Linked DNA regions of Mus musculus: regions 1 and 2 are each linked to region 3. A link is a contact called in public HiChIP or PLAC-seq and promoter capture Hi-C data. All regions are on one chromosome and are shown on one strand. The core of a region is the stretch at or near the end of the contact, and the rest is flanking DNA. Distances in the headings are between cores, read along the strand shown.

Region 1 (2,700 bases), core at 95-2,594, 290 kb after region 3:
AGCTGGAGAAAAGAATGACCAGGCTCCCAGAGTCCCACTTCAGGGACCCATCAGATTCCGATGGACCAGAGAGACTCACTGTGGTGGCCCTTGTGTGATCCTCCTAGGTCAGTCTATAACCCGCTTGGCCATCAGAACACTTTGCTGGCAGCTGCTGTGGCAGAGCCTGGCTCGCTCACTCCAGGGAGTAGAATGAAGCAGGCATCCATGAGACAGCTTGCTGTCTGAGGGAGGAGCCCTGAATCTCAGCATCTCCCTCCACTCTCGCCTCTGCCCTCCACAGAGCAGCCCGGTCGGTCCCTTTTCTTCCCTCCCTTACCCAAGTGGTCAGTCCCTGGTCACATGTTATTTGGCCAGTAACTGGTGGCTGTGTCCTGATATGGCCATCTCTTCTCTGCTATGGGTTGCGGAAAGCCATGGGCAAGGAGCAAATGTACAGGCAAAAAGCGGGGAAGGATCCCCCTGGTAGGAGGACCACTCCATCTGAGAATCCAGCAGAGGAACAGAGAGACTCAGAGGCAAGGAGCAGAGAGTTCAGCGGGAGGGCTGATCTGGTGCTAAAATAACGAACTGGAATATATCTTAGTGGTGAGAGCTCAGGGTCCTGGGTTGGATCCTTGCAGAAAGGGAAAGAAGATAATAAAAGAGAACGGAGGGAGGGAGCAAGAAAGAAAAATGAACAGTGAACCAGGCATGGCAAATTCAGGCAGAGGCAGACGGATCGCTGCAAACTTAAGGCCAGCCTGGGCTACAAAACAAGGTCCTCTCAGAACAACCCCAATAACGACAGTGAGCACCCTAGTGCCTGTCTGAAACGATGGACGAGTTATCCCCACTTATTTGTCCATTTATTGTTATAATTGTTCTTGTTGCTTGAGACAGGATTTCCTAGGCTGTTCAGATCGCTCCTGCCTAGCTGCCACACAATTTCTGTTAGCATTACCGAGGAGCCTCAGTTGAGAAAAAGCCTGAGTTAAACTCAGGACTTCTCATCACCCATGGGACAAAAGCTGAAGAGCAGGGAGGTGGCGCCTTTTGGTGCGGATTCATAAAACTTCGGACAGCAGCGTCTGAACTCAACCCCAGATCCCTCAGGGTCTAACTCTGTAGCCCAAACTGACCTGCAATCACTTTATAGAACAGGCTAGCTTCGAACTCATCCTCCCGCCACAGCTCCCCAGTGTTGGCATTACAGGCATGACCCATCATACCTAGCTCCTTCCACCCAGAGCCCGCTCACCCTCAAAGTAGACTCCGGAGCAGACCCGCAGCACGCGCGGAAGGGAGGTGGGGTCCAGGCCGCTCACAAAGTCCTGCAGCGGCACCGGCTCCATGGTCGCGTTCCGACTAGATTTGCTCAGACTGATCGGCAGCTTGCAGAGGACAGTCCGGAAGCCACGCCCACCGAGGCCACGCCCCTCAGGTCGGGAGCCCTACAGGGTTCTCTGAAGCGCCCCGAACTCTTGAATGGGGACTTTATTTCCCCTGACCTGTCTCTTCATCTCTAAAATTGAATCTTTTCTTAAGGTTTCTAATGTGATAAAACACCATGACCAAAAGCAACTTGGGGAGGGAAGGGTTTATTATCTTACAACTCTGGGATCACAGAGGTTAGTCAGAACAGAAACTCCGGACAGATAGAGAGAGATAAAGGGACTGGGACTGGTACAAGCCATAAAGAAACACAGCTTACTGGTTTGCTCAGTTTGCTTTCTTACACAACTCAGGACCACCTGCCCAGGGTTGGCACTACCTACACCCTATGGGCTGGGCCCACCCACACCAATCATAAGTGGAGAAAATGCACTACAGGCTTGCCTACAAGCAGTCTGATGGAGGCATTTCTCAACAGAGGTTCCCAGATAATTCTAACTTGGGTCAAATTGACCAAAGAACAACCAGGACAATTCCCACACCTTTCTTTACTTGGCTCCATCGAACAGATCTAACATCAAGACTTGATAATTTTTTTTTTTTTTTTTTTTGAGACAGGGTTTCTCTGTATAGCCCTGGCTGTCCTGGAACTCACTTTGTAGACCAGGCTGGCCTCGAAGTCAGAAATCCGCCTGCCTCTGCCTCCTGAGTGCTGGGATTAAAGGCGTGTGCAGTTACACCTGGCAAGACTTGATAATTTGATACCCAGAGGTCTGGTGTGTGTGTGTGTGTGTGTGTGTGTGTGTGTGTGTGTGTGTGTGTATGTATGTGTGTGTGTGTGTGTGAGAGAGAGAGAGAGACAGAGAGAGAGACAGAGACACAGAGAGACAAAGACACAGAGACACAGAGACACAGACACAGACACAGAGACATAGAGACAGACCCGAGACAGAGACAGACAGAGAGAGTATCCCTTAGCACAAATTGTACTTAAATTACTGTGTAGCTGAAGATGACCTTGAACTTCTGATCTTCCTTCTTCCACCATCTAAAATGAGTGTGGTCACACACACTTTATTAGATGCTGAGGACTAAACCTAGGGCTTCATGGATTCAAAGCAAACACTCTACTAAGTGAGCTGCATCCTCTGCCTTGTTTTGGGTTTTTGAGGCAGGATTTCACATAATCCACTGTGTAGCTGAGAATGGCTTCCTTAGACTCCTGATGCTCTTGATGCCTCCTCCTGCCAGGTTCTGGAATAACAGGCATGTACCATTTAACTACCTCAGACCATGAAGATGTTGAACAGATAAAAACGATCCCAC
Region 2 (2,700 bases), core at 84-2,583, 400 kb before region 3:
ACCATGTAGCCCTGAGCATCCTGGAACTCACTATGTAGACCAGGCTGGCCTCTGCCTCCCAGGTGCTGGGATTAAAGGCATGTGCCACCACTTTTAAAAGAAGATTTATTTTATGTGTCTGAGTGTTTCACCTGTATGTATGTATATATGTATGTATGTGTACCATGTTCATGTCTGGTGCCCACAGTTGTTGGAAAGCATTAGATTGACTGCGACTGGGGTTACAGATGGCTGTGAGCCACTATGTGGGTGCTGGGAATCGAACCTATGTCCTCTGCAAGAGAGTCACGTGCCCTTAATCACTCAGCCACCTTTCTGGTTCTACTCCCACTTCTTGACACAAAGGCTTACTCGGTTTCAGGGGTCCCTTTAGAACTTGCTTTTGGGGCCCTTGTTCAGGATCCAGGGAGCCTCTGCTTCTGCCCACTGTCCACAGCCCCACAGGGATACAGGGCTGCGGGTTCTCTTCAAACCAGACTCAGAGACACCCACATAGTTTTTTGGTTTGAGGGTTGGTTTTGTTGTTTGGAAGGTTTTTGGTTGGTTGGTTGTTTTGTCTTATTGATCCCAGAGCCTCACACAAACACCCTACCACTGAGCTACATTCCCAGCCCTCTTTACATTTTATTTTGAGACACTAAATTGCCCAGGCTGTTGGTCCTTAATTTTCCAGCCTCAGCCTCCACTATGACTGGGATTACACAGGCCTGCCCCATCAGGCCCGGCTTGTATCCTCTCTACAGAGAAGTCACGTTGGCCCTAGCCTCAACGAGTTTAGCTGAGTAGTTAGAAAGGTGGTGAGAACTTTGACTCTTCTCCAACGTTGACCATCCCCCACTTATCCTCCCCCCAAGGGAAGGGGGCGCTTATCTCCTGACCAAACCCCAAGCTGCCTTGCCTGAATGCCCTGTCCCCTTATCTTCTCTAAGATGAGAGATCCTCCCCATAACACAAATGCTGGGACTCTCAGCCAAACCAAATCATCGACCCCATCACTGCCCCTCCTGGTTCCTGGAGCTGGAATCCTTGGGTCTTGGACTGGAGCTGGGTGTTCAAAAAGGCCAGAACCCGATGTTATCTCAAGGCGGAGGCTCTGTCCCATTGGAGAGGCCTTACTAATGGATACAGTTTAGGAATCACCAGCTCTGCTTCCTCACCCCCACCGTTCCAACCTGGAGCCTTTGATCCCTCAGGCCCCGTCCCCACAGGAGGCCTCCCCTCTGTGCAGGCCCAATTCTAGCTGTCCTGGTGGTGGCCACAGCCTCCCAGGGAGCTCGGTGTGGCCTCTGGATCACTTCACTTGGGAGGGGCGTTTAAGGGGAAGGTCGGGTAGGTCAGGCGGCAGCGCCACCGCCCGGGCCGTCGGAGGGGGTGCAGGCAGTGACACGCTCACGCGTGGTGGCCTGGCGGGGACGACGGAGACTGCCGGGTTCTTGGCGGCCGCAGGGCGTGCGACAGAGCTGGCGGAAGCAGCGCTTGAAGTTCTCGTCCAGGAAGGCGTAGAGAACCGGGTTGAGGCTGCTGTTGGCGTAGCCCAGCGCAATGCACAGGTGCAGTGCGGCCACCACAAGTGGGTCGCGCCGATTGATGTCCACCAGCGTCCAGACGATGACGAAGATGTGGATGGGCGCCCAGCACACCACGAAGGCGCCCACCACCACCAGCACCATGCGCGTGATGCGCCGCAGGCTGCGGTCCTTCTCCTTGGAACCGGACAGCAGACGCACGCTGCGCAGGCGCAGTAGCATGAGGCCATAGCACACCGTGATGATGAGGATCGGCACCACGAAGGCAAAGAGGAACACGCAGATCTTGGTCACAGTGTCCCAGTACCAGCTGGGACTGGGGAACTGGAGCATGCATACCACTGCACCATCTGAGTCCGGGGAAACAAAAGACGGGGATCAGAGGTCTGTGTGGCTAAGGGGCGCTGTCTGCTTGTCCTCTTTCAAAATGACTAGCTGGGTTGAGATTCTGATGTCTAATATGTCCCTTTACTTGGTGAACTCCGTCTTATGCTTAAAGACCCCAGAATTGGTCCTCATCTGGGAGGTCCCCTTCTGTGTCCTCTCGCAGGTCCTTTGTAAGCCTTTATGTCCATGAATGGCAGTAATAATTTATCCTGACCCGGTAATGGCAGTCATTGTGTGTAAACTCAACAGACCCCCCACCCATTTCTAGAATTGCTCCAGTGGATCGATTGATTTAAACAGTGGACTAGGGCTGTCAATATAATTTAAATATCGCCAGAGTGTCAGATAGAGTGTCCCTGTGTTCAATTCTCAGTACTGTATAAACCTGGGCCTGATGGCACATGTACCCTAAGCACTCCAGAGATGGAGGCAAGGAGGAGCAGAAGTTCAAGGTCATCTTTGACTACATTAACTTCTAGGCTAGGAGAAGGAGGAGGAGGGGGAGGAGGAGGAGGAGGAGGGGGAGGAAGGAGGAAGAGGAGGAAGGAGGAGGAGCAAGGAGGAGGGGGAGGAAGGAGGAGGAAGAGGAGGAAGAAGAGGAGAAGGAGAAGAGGAGGTAAGAAAGAAGAAGGAAGGAGAGGAGGAGGAAGAGGAGGAGAAGGAGAACGAGAAGGAAGAAGAGGAGAAGGAGAAAGTCTGACTCCAGCCCAAGTGTGTGGTCTTGGGCAAATTACCATCTTCAAATTTCCTTATGGTGAGGCTAATAGTCTAACCACGTTTCTTTAGT
Region 3 (2,700 bases), core at 10-2,509:
TAAAATGGGGTTAAAATACGTTTTGTATTTGCTGTCTTTGTCAGACAAAACCTATATCCTGGCATCTAGTAGGTGCTCCATACACGACATAGACTATGTCCACTATCGAGACTGCTGGGAGGGAGACGGGGGCTTTATACTGGCATTATACCTTGTCTCCCTGTGAAGTCTCTCTACGCTCTGAGGAGACAGCAAAACAAACTTTGAGGACCCCAGAACAATTTAATAGGAAGCAATCTATCAAGGGACCAAGGGTTATCCGCTTTCTCCCCTAGCTCTCTCAGGCTGCCGCCGCCGAGGATCAGGCCGCCAGCCAGACCCATAAAGCACTCGGACCAGTCTCCAGATCGGGGGTGCAGGTAAGGACTGAAAAAGGGAATCGACCTTCCCTGGTCAGTCCCAGGTGGTTTACTCCCTTCGCTGAGCGACAGGACCAGAAACCGATCCTAGAAAGAGCTCCCAGCCCGCCTGCCCCCACCGAGAGGAAGGGATTCTGCGGAAGGGGGCGGGGAGGAGGAGTGGTCGGGTCTCTCCGGCCGGGATTTGCCTGGACTTGAAGACGCTCGCTTTAGCAGAGAACAAACCCAAAGAGCCACGAGAAGGCGTCCCCTCTCATTGGCCAGGAGTCCGAAGGAGCCAGGGAGGGCTCCGCATCCCCCTCCCTCCCAGGGTGGTAGTGGGGAGGGTAAAGAGAGAGAGGGCAGTGGGGAGGGGAAGGGAGAGCGGAGGCTGCAGTTGATGCAACCCTAGCCCTAGCTTACGTGCTCTCAGACCCTAAGCCCGGGGGGAGCGCACCAGACTTAGACCGGGTCTGCCCGAAGCTCGGCGGTGGCTGGAGGAGAGCGGGTTCGCCCGGCTGTTGCTTACCTCTCGGGTCTCGGGGCCGGCCACACCACCCCTGGTGAACGGCAGGTAGCCCTTGATCTCGGAATGGCACTCGGAGTCCGCTACGATCATGGTGTACGCCAGGACCCGGCCGCGGCTCGTCCGCGCCTGGGACACCCGAGGGGTCTAGGTCGGGCGCGCACAGGAGGCCGGGACTAGGGGTCGCCGGGGAAGCTCGAGATCCCCGGGCTGTCTCTCGGGATTAGGAGAACCGGCGCTACGGCGATAGACACTCCTTTCAGCCCAGCTTGGAAAACTGCGGCCGGCCTCGGAGGCCTGAGATTGGCCGCGGCGCAGAGGTTTTCACGGCCCGGAGTGCCTCGGAAGTCCGCAGTGGCCAGCGCTGCTCGGGAAGCCGGCGCTCCTCACCATCCCCACCACGGAACTGCCAGCGCTCGCCCGGCTCTGTCAGCCCGCTGCGGTCCCTGGGGGAGGGCGGGGACACAAAAGTCCCACGGCGCAGCCAATCAGATGCCTGTTTCTCGGGGAGGCGGAGCCGACACCTCCCTCCGGAGCCAACCTTCCGTCCAATCAGCATCGACAAGCGCCTGGGAACTCTGGGAGCTGTAGTTGGCCTCGCACAGATGCTGCAAACTTTTGCATGAAGGCGTTAGTCAGGTCTCTGGCAATACCAGATGAGAGTGACAGCCCAAGGAGTCATTAGGGCTGCGTGATGAAACGGGACTTCACGGGGCTGGGCCAGACAGCCAGGTGTGAAATCCCTTCTGAGTAAGTTCTTCAGCTTTCCAGTTCCTGGAGGGACTGGTTAGGTCTGCAGAGAGTTCTAACCACACACATCCAGTTCTTCTAATTATAGATCAAAACCCACAAATTTGAAGCCAAGAGCCACCACCCTGTCCCCTCAGGCCCTGAGGGATCTGCACCTTCAGAAACACTAAACCAAGGAAATCACCTTATTTGTGGAGTCTCTGGAAAAGCCCTCACTGAAATACCCTTGACAATCTCAAATTTAATCTCAATCCTCATTGCTACAATTTCCCCTCTTCTGTCCTGCCTTGGGTGCCTTCACACCGCCTTCCACCCTCCAGGCACTCATGGAAACTTTGTAACTTAGGTGTTTGGCTTGATCTATTTCTCACTTCTCCCTCTGGCCACTCCTCTCTGACTCCTCTTTTTCCATCCACTCCCTAAACGTGGGTGCTCTCCTAGTTTCTGTTTTTAGCCCTCTTTTTCTCTAGACATTCACTCTCATGACTTCCCTACACTCACCTCTTCCATCCAGATCTCAGCACTTTACCCTTGATTCACCCATTCACTTCTACTCATCTCCTTCGCGGTTTTTCTTCAGGCCTCTCCCGTTTCAAGTTTCTCTTTATTCTGGTTAAGGAGTCCTAGACAGAGCTGGAGCTGATTAATCCTCTCAGTTCCTGCCTGAAATAGTCTTGAGTTTAGGCTTATGATACCAAAGGTGATCTCCTGACTTGGTCTAATGCCTTCTGTAGGGAAGGGAGTTCACCTGCATGCTCCTTAGAGCCCTAAACTCGGGCTGGACCTTTCTCTCTGTGTTTTAATACTTTCCATACTGTAACTTGTGTTGTCATATTCTGTGTATTTGTCTTATCTGAAAGTTTTTATTATAAACTTGTTGAGGGCAGTGTCTACATTTAGACTTTTTTTTTTTCTTTCTACCTTATGCCACCTGGCACAACGTGCTTCTAATAATATACCCTTGGCCACTGAATATCCCTTTGGGTTAATTCTTTTCTAAACAACTCTATATCAGATTCAGCTTTCTCCTTAAAAACATAGACTCAGCCGGGCATGGTGGCACACGCCTTTAGTCCCAGCACTTGG

The links. HiChIP or PLAC-seq counts read pairs in DNA pulled down with a chosen protein or histone mark. Capture Hi-C pulls out chosen DNA fragments and counts their contacts.
Region 1: a contact with region 3 is called in a promoter capture Hi-C map of liver. The contact joins the promoter of Themis2 here to the promoter of Sesn2 in region 3. A contact is called at or near these places in 4 of 115 datasets of contacts at active chromatin or transcription factors (the 230-238 cell line, bone marrow-derived macrophages, embryonic stem cells and 1 more) and 2 of 9 other capture datasets (adipose tissue and liver).
Region 2: an H3K27ac HiChIP or PLAC-seq map of differentiating embryonic stem cells shows a contact between it and region 3, with 2.7 times the contacts expected there. The contact joins the enhancer-like site here to the promoter of Sesn2 in region 3. A contact is called at or near these places in 6 of 115 datasets of contacts at active chromatin or transcription factors (T-cell acute lymphoblastic leukemia, bone marrow-derived macrophages, differentiating embryonic stem cells and 3 more).

Annotation. Positions count from the first base shown.
Region 1 is chr4:132,795,020-132,797,719 of GRCm38.p6, forward strand. It overlaps Themis2 (thymocyte selection associated family member 2), which reads right to left and starts at 1,345. Exons shown (of 6, transcript NM_001033308.2): 1 at 1,241-1,345. The coding sequence starts at 1,334.
Region 2 is chr4:132,112,193-132,114,892 of GRCm38.p6, forward strand. It overlaps Oprd1 (opioid receptor, delta 1), which reads right to left. Exons shown (of 3, transcript NM_013622.3): 3 at 1-1,876. The coding sequence ends at 1,335. Among named protein-coding and RNA genes, the nearest start is that of n-TAcgc3, 12 kb to the right of the region's middle. Within about 2 kb of position 1,334, at least 19 of the 459 cell types and tissues checked have an H3K27ac peak or open chromatin away from gene starts, as enhancers often do. A contact at or near this core is called in differentiating embryonic stem cells, where this site is marked.
Region 3 is chr4:132,509,197-132,511,896 of GRCm38.p6, forward strand. It overlaps Sesn2 (sestrin 2), which reads right to left and starts at 1,260. Exons shown (of 10, transcript NM_144907.1): 1 at 868-1,260. The coding sequence starts at 957.